Linked DNA regions of Mus musculus: region 1 is linked to region 2. The links are chromatin contacts, called in public Hi-C maps. All regions are on one chromosome and are shown on one strand. Each heading gives the region's core, a stretch centred on a gene start, on an enhancer-like site or on the middle of the called end of the contact. The rest is flanking DNA. Distances are from core to core; before and after follow the strand shown. Region 1 overlaps Dip2c (disco interacting protein 2 homolog C). Region 2 has its middle 37 kb from the start of Dip2c.

Region 1 (4,834 bases), core at 2,068-4,567, 210 kb after region 2:
GAAATTGAAGATAGGGTAGTGCCTGTTAGTAGCTTACTTTATAATTTTTTTTTTTTGTGATAAAGTGTAAATAACCATTTGAGGTATACAGTTTGGTGGCACTAGCTATGCCTTGTTATTGTGCAGCCAACACCACCATCTCTAGAACATTTTTTTTTTTTTCTTTTCTCAGAAGCCAGGAGTTACCAATGCTTGTCTTCTACCTCAGTCAAAGCCTTCACTCTGTAAAGGGGAAGACACAGGAAACCCACCATGCTATTGTTAAATCCCAGGTGGAATTTGCCTTCTTCAGGACAAAAGTGTTGGTTACTAACTCAAATGGAGAATGGGTTTTGTGTTTTCACACACATTACTGATTTCAAAAGGCACAATAGGTTTGTAACTGTTAATACAATTACAGCGTGGTGGTATTTGCTTCTTACCTTACTTTGTCAACATTCTGGATTACAGTAGTAGTAGTTGTATAGACATTAATTCTTGGTTTTTGCTAAATGCTAGTCCTGGAGAGACAGTGTTAAAACCAGCAGACAAGGCTCCCATGAGAAGGGCTCTTGACATCTTAGTTTTTTATTTTATTTTTTATTGTTTTGTACTTCTTTAACATATTTGTTGTAGTGCTTAGTATATAGGGTTTTATACTTTATTTTAGAGTGTAATTAGCTTGAAATCATTTGGTTTTGTAAATCACAGATCTGCCTCATTCCACAAACCAATTTCAAAAACTGATTTTCAAGTGTTATTTCACTAAAAAAAACCAGCTCTTCCAGTGTAAATGTAATTTTTGTAAGAATTAGTTTTAGCGGTTGGAATGTAGCTCAGCTGGTAGAGTAAATTTGTTCAGCATCAACTCAGCCTTGGATGTTGTCACAATCACCACATGAAGCCAATATGGTTGGATAATTCCAGGACATGGGAAGTGTAGTAAAGGGAATCAGAAGTTCAAGGTCAGCTTGGGTATTTGAGAGGTTATTTTGTTGTTGTTGTTGGTGGTGGTGTGTTTTGTTTTGTTTTGTTTTGTTTTGTTTTGTTTTTTGAGACAGGGTTTCTCTGTGTAGCCCTGGCTGGCCTGGAACTCACTTTGTAGACCAGGCTGGCCTCGAACTCAGAAATCCACCTGCCTCTGCCTCCCGAGTGCTGGGATTAAAGTCGTGCGCCACCATGCCTGACTGAGAGATTATTTTAAAAAAGGATTTAAAAAATGATTTATCATCAGCAAACTTTTATTTGGATGTTTTTATTAGGGAATGGAGAGGAAGAACAGGCTATATCGAACTGCTGGCTAGAAGGACTTGAAAATAGAACGCCTGATCGATAGTAATTTTATTTTATTTTATTTTTTGATGGGATGGTTAGGTGTGTTTTTGATACTTTTTTTCCTTTTTATGCAACCTATCTTACCCTAGCTTTGAGCTTGCTATGTAACCCAGGCTGTGAATTCATGATCATCCTGCCTAACTAGGAGTACAGGTGTGTGTCACTGTACTCAATGGAATAACAAATTCTTAATAAATACTATTTAGAATTGTGAAGTTTAAAAAAGGTTATTTTTAAGTACAGGTGAAATCATTATTAAAATGATAAAATACAACAATTAAATAGTTAATGTAATTAATCTGTGGCTTTCTATTCTACTTGATAAGAAATGCTATAAGAGTTCAGTACAAAAGGACATTCAGAGACCGTACAACTCACTAACAATCACTGTATCTCAGAGATGCAGGTTTTGCATGTATAATTAGAAGTTTTTATAATATACATTTCAAAGTCTTCATATTGATGTAGTATTTTGATAGTATTAATGACTACGAAATCTTACAAAGTTTAGTCCTTTCTGGATAATATTAAAGTTTGTAAGATTGTTTTGTTAGAGGTTGTCCTCTTTCCCCCAAAATAAAAAATGAAACAAAACAAATAAACCATGAGTCACAGCAGGGTGGCTATATTGACTTTGGATTTGAGAGAAGAGGAAGGCCTGATGATTTCAGCTTCAAGAGCCCCAAGTCATTGTCTTTCCGTTGGCTCCTATGTTGGGTTGCTGTAAGAAAATCTAGAGTCATAGCCCTTAATTAATGATGAAAGTTCAGGAAACATTTTCTATCTCTAGAAATACAGACTAGAAACAGAAAGAACAGGAAAATTGAGAGTAAGCACAATCCTGAGGTAGACCTTCCCCATCACATGGGAGACCGTTACAGTTGTATCCAGAGCAGCAGACTTACGACTGCCTTTGTGTGACTTAGCTTTGCTCAGCATCATCTCCAGTGTTCTCTCACTTTCTTATAGCTAGGCAAAACAAGAAACCTGCCTGTAGTGGGAATGATATTGTTTCCTGGGATGTCATGAGCCATTTGATAAGCTGAGGGATGTGGGGTGCTCACAGCCAGACAGTCTAAATGCCTTTATTTTGTAGCTTCTTTGTGAATTAGAGAGCTGCTTTTGGGAAGCAAATATGCATGCATTGATGTGTTTTGTTTGAAATGGAGTCTCCTGCAGCCCAAGGTGGCCCAGAACTCTTGATCTATCTACCTTCACCTGTGGAATGCTAGTATTATGGGAGTGTGTCACTGTGCCTAGTTTATGATGCTGAGATTGAAACCTATCAGGACTTTGTGTATGTTAAGAGAGCACTTTACCAACCAGGTTACAGTGTAGCATGCATTAGTTAAGACTGAAAATTGATGCCAGGGTGTCAATTCTTATTTAATGAATGAGTGCTAAAAATCATTAAAAGGTCTTTTAAGAAGAGCAAATGCACTCGCCAGTATAGAGACTTTGTCTTCCTAAAGCAGGGCAATCTTCCCCAGAGTAGACAGAACCTACAGCTCCCTTTACATGGCTTTCCTGTTTGCAGCTGATATGGTCAGTCTCATCCCAAAAGGGCTTTTTCTCCCCTCGCTACTTGATTGTAGAAAATGAGACTTGACCTTCAACCTGGACAGACGCTTCTAGCTCTCCTTGTAGCTATTTCGTGAAAACGTGAACCCATCGTACTGTGTGCTAGGGATTTACTAGAAGTGGCCTTTTTGAGGTGGTGGTGTTTATCTTTTTATCACTACCAGACACGTGGTATTATCTTAGCATTTGCAATTCTTTCTGAGAAAAAGAATGCAAAAACTGAAGGATTAGCCAGTGCGTTTGAAAATGGTGTTTTTGAAAACACTTCAAGATAGAGGACAGAATCCAATGGTAACTCGAGAAAAAGGAATGGTTTAAGATAGTCACTTTCCCTGTTTGAATTTCACACTTTCTCTTTCCTGTCTGTGCAGAAGCCATTTGCTGGAGAGAAGGTTTAATCAAAACTGAGTCATAGGTTTGACTTCCAAAAATACCACAAGGCTGTCTTTCAGCACTCTTTCCTCATGTCTTCTACCTCTACAGTGTTCCAGGATTATAGTCACTGAATTCTAAATCCCATGGCTAGCTGCTGTGAATACTATGGCATTAAACTCTTTCTGACGTGTGTCTTGTCACGAGAGTGTGAACAAACCATTGGTAGCCTATGGTAAGATGTGTGAGGAGAAAATAAACAGATTTGCAAGGACACTCTTAAACCAATCACTACACAGTTCCAAAACCACCTGTTGGCCTCATTAAGGGATTCTATATGCATGGGGTTTCAGCATTTAATAAGTTAATGCCTTCAAAGATTTGAGCTTTAACGACCAGTTGGGAATTTTAGCTTGGAAAGAGCTCTTGTGTTACAGGTAAAGAGGTTGGCTGTCTTTAATATTTCTAGTCTTTTTGGCTCCAGTGTCCTAATGCTTTCCATAACTCTGTTTTAGCTTCTATCTGTTTTTAAGGAAGAATGATGTTCAACAAAAACTCAACTGGCTTATGCAGGCATCCTCAAACTCTATTTGCTTCTCCTGTCTCAGCCTCATGAGGGCTGGGATTAAGTCACACTTGTTTGGTGACCATGTTTTCTTTTCTTTTTTTGCAGCACACAATATAATTGCTTTATGACACGATTGATTCTCAAAATTGGGTCATTTTGAGTCTGTGTTTTGTATTTTATTATTTTAGAATTTCACTTGTTTTGGTCCAAAGTACCTCCTACTCCTTCCCTTCCCATTTCCCACATTCTCCTCTGCCATTTGAAAGTATAATTTTAGTGTAAGAATTTGAATATGCTTACTTTTACTTCATTTTTCCTCTGCTTAGCTATCATGAGATCTGCTCCATTTGTTCTAAGACTTTATTGAGGGACAGAGTCAACTCTGATCCTTCCTTAGATATGGACATTAAAATAACAAAATCAAGATTCAGAACTATCTATAAACTGTTAGGGGTGGATGGAGATATCTGACATAATATTCACGTCCCTGAATTCTACTATGTTTGATTCAAGATGACAGCCTTGAACTTACTATCTTTGCGTAGGTGATAATGGCTCTGTTCTTGCCAGTGAGTAGACACTGTGTTGGGCTTTGGGCTTCTGAAGCTTATGGCTGTTACTCATTACCACCATAATGTCTGAAGCTTCATTTGTATTAGTAGAATCTGAGTTTACCTTCTTATTTGTGATACAGTCAGACTTTAAAGCTGGCATTGGTACCCTGTTTACCCACCTCTCCAGCACATTGGTCAGCCTCGTATAAACTCAGAAGTTTTTCCCTGTCCCCTTTTTATTTTTCACTTGGCCTTAAGTTCTGATAAGAACAGCTGTTGTGAATTATGCACTCGATGACTCTTTTGTAAATAAAGCTGGGATCCTGAGTAGTGACAATTGTTTGTCCCTGGGAATCTGAAAAGCTATTTTGAATCAAGACCATAGCAAACACACAGGAACTAAGGTTTTTTTCTGATTGTTTGGTATTTGCTTAACACCTTTCAG
Region 2 (4,614 bases), core at 1,042-3,541:
TAGCTCACTTGGCAAGTTCTGGACACAATACAGAGCCATCGAGGAAGACATCCAAAGCCCAAGTGTGCACACAGATGTGTGTGCACACCACATACACAGACATACTCTCAAATGACCAACATTTGAGATTATCAAAGGGTAACAAAAAATTAAAAGCCAAAAGAGAGCAAAAGAAAGCAAATACATGACCCGAGAGCTTTACTTGGATTAAGTTTAGAAAGGGGGAAAAAATCATTTTTTTGTTGTTATTTTAAAATGGAGCCTCACTATTTGGCCCTGGCTGTTCTAGAGCTTGCTATGTATCTCAGGCTGGCCTTAACTAGGTTTTAACTGAGGATGGCCTCCAAATCCTGATGGTCTGCCGAGTGTTGGGATGGCAGGGGAGTGGTCCCACAGCTAGCTTCAGTTAATCTTCGACACAAAACAGTCATGCGTAGTCACAGTACAACGTGGTCATCTACACGTGTATAGTGACAAATCCGATTAGGGTGACTGGTGTATCTGCCATCTAAATATTTATCATTTATTTGTTCTGAGAATGCTCAAAATCCCATTGGAAATATTCAGCTAATGGGGATCAATATTTACAACAGTTATTCAATGGGTCCAGATGCACCTCTGTTATCTGTGAACCTCCAGCCTCCGTGTCCCCTTCCTGTCCCCTCCCCTTCCTGAGTTCTGGACTCAGGATTCAGATTAATTTTCAGTTTCCTTTATAGGTGGCAACATGTGATATTTATCTCTCTGTGCCTCTCTCTGTGCCTGGCTTCTGCGATACGCTTTTAAACAGCTATCTGCTGCCAGTCTCACTATATCCCGCTGTTCTGGGTGGAAGCTTTTATCCTCTTATGGTTCTAGGTTTCGGCTAGGTTGTAAATGCATTTGGTGGCCACGATTGTTTTCCGTTTCCCTGGAGTGGAGATGGGGCTTCAGGATCTGGTCCTGGGTCCTGGATGGGAGTGGGTGCTTCCTGTTTTGGCCCTTCCTGGCACAATGCCTTGTGGGTCCTAGTGACGGCCTGTCTCTCATCCCAGCCGCCTTTATGGACTCCCCAAAGCACCAGAGTCCGTTATTTTGTTCTAAAGCACAGACACAGTTGTAAAACTGGCTTTCTGTCTTTTCTGTAGGTCTTCTTTTGTTTAGGACCAGGGACAAGGGACTGAGGTGCATATTTTACACACCAAAGCAGGCCTGGCCTCCAGGTTCTCCCAGCATCCCTCAGTCCTTACCTGGTATACCCCACCCCCAACCCTAAACTTTCTAGCCCAGAGGCTGGGCGGCCCTTCTTTCAGAGGCTCCTCTCTGTATAATCCAGACATTTTGGTCTCCCTGCTCTCCCTCTTTCTCTCTCCTTCTCTTTTTCTGTACCCTCTCCCTTCCCCCACCCCCTTTTTCTCCCCACGGTGACTTCCCTGGCCTAGGTCCTTGGGGCCAGTGAATTCATCCTCCTGAAAGCATCCTCCCAATAAACCTGCATTTAACATAATCTAATCTGGTTTGAATGGACTCATTTCACTGTGGGGAGAAATAGACACAGGAAGAATAAGTATATGAGCAGGCTAAGACCAGCATCTTAAGATTAGGAAGTGGTGAGCTGGGGCTGGCCCTCAGTTGGCAAAGGGCTTGCCTTTCAAGCAGGAGAACCTGAGTTTGATTTCCCAGAACCCAAGTTAAAAGAAAACAAACAAACAAACAAACAAACAACAACAAACAGTCTGGTGTGATGGTGTACACTTGTAATTCCAGTCAGCACTGGTAAGGCAGAGACAGGCAGATTCCTGGGGCTTGCTGGCCAAGTCGTCTAGCCTGCTTGGTGAATTCCAGGCTAGTGAGAGACCCTGTTAGAGAGAGAGAGAGAGAGAGAGAGAGAGAGAGAGAGAGAGAGAGAGAGTCTCTTCTGACTTCCACACGTGTGCTATGCCATCCATTGCACCCCCATATATGTATGTAAATAAATAAATAAATAAATGTAATTTGAAAAATGGTGGTTGATGGACACCCGAGGAATAAGAGCTTTAGGCTGTCCTCTGTACACATACACACATACACATACATCAGGCACACATGAACTTGCACACACATTTAGAAAATAACAGAAAGTAAGCCTGCCTCTTGGGCTTCTGACACATGCTAGTTACCTTTGTATTGCTGTGAAAGATCACCTAAAGAATAGCACAAGGGGTGAAAGGTTATTTTGGTTCACATTTTCAGTTCATCACAGTGAGGAGGTGTGGTGGAACAACTCAGCTCGTGGCTGCATGAGTATTGTGGGTCAGCAAGGCAGGAACTAGGAGCCAGCTATGACCTCACACCACTGAGTCCAACTCCTGTTCTTCTACTTCTACCAACTAGACTCCACCATTTAAAGGTACCCCACCCCAAACAGCGCCACCACCTGGAGGTCACCCGTCAATATCATGAGTTTGTAGAAGACATTTCAGATCGGAACTGTAACATGACACATGCGTGCTGGGCTTTAGGGTCACTTGGGTCCTGTGACCTGTGTGGTTTTGCAAGTCACTGGGACCCAAGAGCACTTGAACTGAATGCTTGTCTCCTCCAGGGACAATTCTGGTCCTCTCCAGCTTGGACTGGCTTACCAATACCATGGCAACCCCCACAGTGACTTTCCACTTTAGCCCCGTGACACAAGCCAAAGCAACTGTGACAGCCAAACTCTTCTTTGTTTTGCCTCCGTTGTCTACAGTCTACATAATTTAGACAATAAATATTCAATGAATGCCTGAGCAGATGAACATGTGAATGAATATGAGTGAACCTTCTCTGACTCAGAGGACAGTCACCATCACGAGTCAGGAGAGAGACTCATCTCGGAGTCAGTGACTTCAGCGGGCCGAGTGGGAGGATCGTGGGTGCGCTCAACCCGGGAGACGGGGCAGCTTCTATTCTGATGCTGCTGTGAGGCATAGCTATCTGGAGTGTCCTCAGAAGCTGGGTCTAGGTTTGTCTCTTACAGTCTCCTAGAGCCTACTGTGCTGGCAGAGTGTTGCAAAGCAGTGTTTGCATCTGCGTTGATTTCTCAGAAAGGCTTCTGATTCCATTTGCATGCTTACAGCAGCCAAGCAGCCAGTTCCCTTGCATGATGTCACTTTTTGGATACATTGTAAGCATACCGTCTTGCCTAGAAGACTTGGTACAGTCAACAGTTTGTTCGTTTGTTTTCTGCAGTAGCAGGAGGAAAAGTGAGGTAAAAATTTACATAGAAGTCCAGGAAATAAAAGGCTCAGAGGGTGACAAGTGAGACTTCAGGAGGCGCCAAAAGGGGGGACATGATCTGGGTGTGGGGAGGAGACTGAGACAAGATTTGGAAGCCCTGTGGGTAAGGATGAGATCAATGATCACTGCAAATGACTTCTGCAAATCTCTACCAGGGTTTTATTTGTAATAATTTTGACTGTTAGGAGACCTAAGGATTCCAAATACGGAGACAGGTTCTTGTTACCTGAAATTGGCTTCAAGCTAAAGCACAGAGGGTGACCTTGAAGTCTTCATTCTTCTGCCACTTATCAAGGGCTATGATTACAGGCATGCACCACCATGCACAGTTGATGAGGCGCTGGGCATTAGTGCATGCCAGTCAAGAACTCTACCAGCCAAGCCACATTGCTACCTACAAGCAGCTTAGTTATGTCCCCAGGTATGCACTGATTGAGGTAGACTCTGAACACAGACCTCTATAGTTGGGTAGGTTCTATTCAGAGCCCTGGAAGAGTTGGCACAGAGCAGGCTCCAGTATAAATGATATTAGCAGATTTTTTAAAATGAGGGACTATATATGCTCGGCCCAGGGAGTGGCACTATTAGAAGGTATGACCCTGTTGGAGTAGGTGTGTCACTGTGGATGAGGGCTTTTAAGACCCTCATCCCCTCATCCTAGCTGCCTGGAAGGCAGTATTCTGCTAGCAGCCTTTAGATGAAGATGTAGAACTCTCAGCTCCTCCTTGGCCATGCCTGCCTTTATGCTGCCATGCTCCCACCTTGATGATACTGGATGGACCTCTGAACCTGTAAACCAGCTCCAATTAAATGTTGTTCTTATAAGAGTTGGCTTGGTCATGGTGTCTGTTCACAGCAGTGAAACCCTAAGTCAATGAGTAATGAGAATAAGTGCTAAATTTGTGTTGTGGTGAGCATTTCAGGTAGTATTAGATATATAGGAAATTTCCAACCTGAATAGTCTTAACATACCATGTAATGAGTTCATTATGACACCTTCTTCACACATGCAAATCATGTGCTTTGCTTACTTCCCCCGTTACTCTTTCTTTTTGTTTTTTGTTTTTGTTGTTGTTGTTGTTTTGTTTTTTTGGTTTTTTGTTTTTCAAGACAGGGTTTCTCTGTGTAGCCCTGGCTGTCCTGGAATTCACTCTGTAGACCAGGCTGGCCTCGAACTAGATCCGCCTGCCTCTGCCTCCCGAGTGCTGGGATTAAAGGCGTGCGCTACCCCGCTCGGCTCTGTTACTCTTTCTTGTTTCCTTTCTTCCCTCTGACTATTCTGCTTCCTCCTACATTCATGACATGTGTGACAAGGAAAAGATCCTACCTGTGAGATGAAACATGGCATTTGTTATTATGAGTCTGGCTTATTTCACT

What was found. A called contact is a pair of places that touch in the nucleus more often than the background predicts.
Region 1: a Hi-C map of muscle stem cells shows a contact between it and region 2, with 2.4 times the contacts expected there. The contact joins two enhancer-like sites. A contact is called at or near these places in 1 of 15 datasets of contacts at CTCF or cohesin (large pre-B cells), 2 of 484 Hi-C or Micro-C datasets (cortical neurons and muscle stem cells), 2 of 115 datasets of contacts at active chromatin or transcription factors (cardiomyocytes and fibro-adipogenic progenitors) and 1 of 9 other capture datasets (embryonic stem cells).

Annotation. Positions count from the first base shown.
Region 1 is chr13:9,447,139-9,451,972 of GRCm38.p6, forward strand. All of the region lies in intron 1 of Dip2c (disco interacting protein 2 homolog C), which reads left to right. Among named protein-coding and RNA genes, the nearest start is that of Dip2c, 170 kb to the left of the region's middle. Within about 2 kb of position 3,318, at least 17 of the 459 cell types and tissues checked have an H3K27ac peak or open chromatin away from gene starts, as enhancers often do. A contact at or near this core is called in muscle stem cells, where this site is marked.
Region 2 is chr13:9,236,975-9,241,588 of GRCm38.p6, forward strand. No RefSeq gene overlaps it. Among named protein-coding and RNA genes, the nearest start is that of Dip2c, 37 kb to the right of the region's middle. Within about 2 kb of position 2,292, at least 67 of the 459 cell types and tissues checked have an H3K27ac peak or open chromatin away from gene starts, as enhancers often do. A contact at or near this core is called in muscle stem cells, where this site is marked.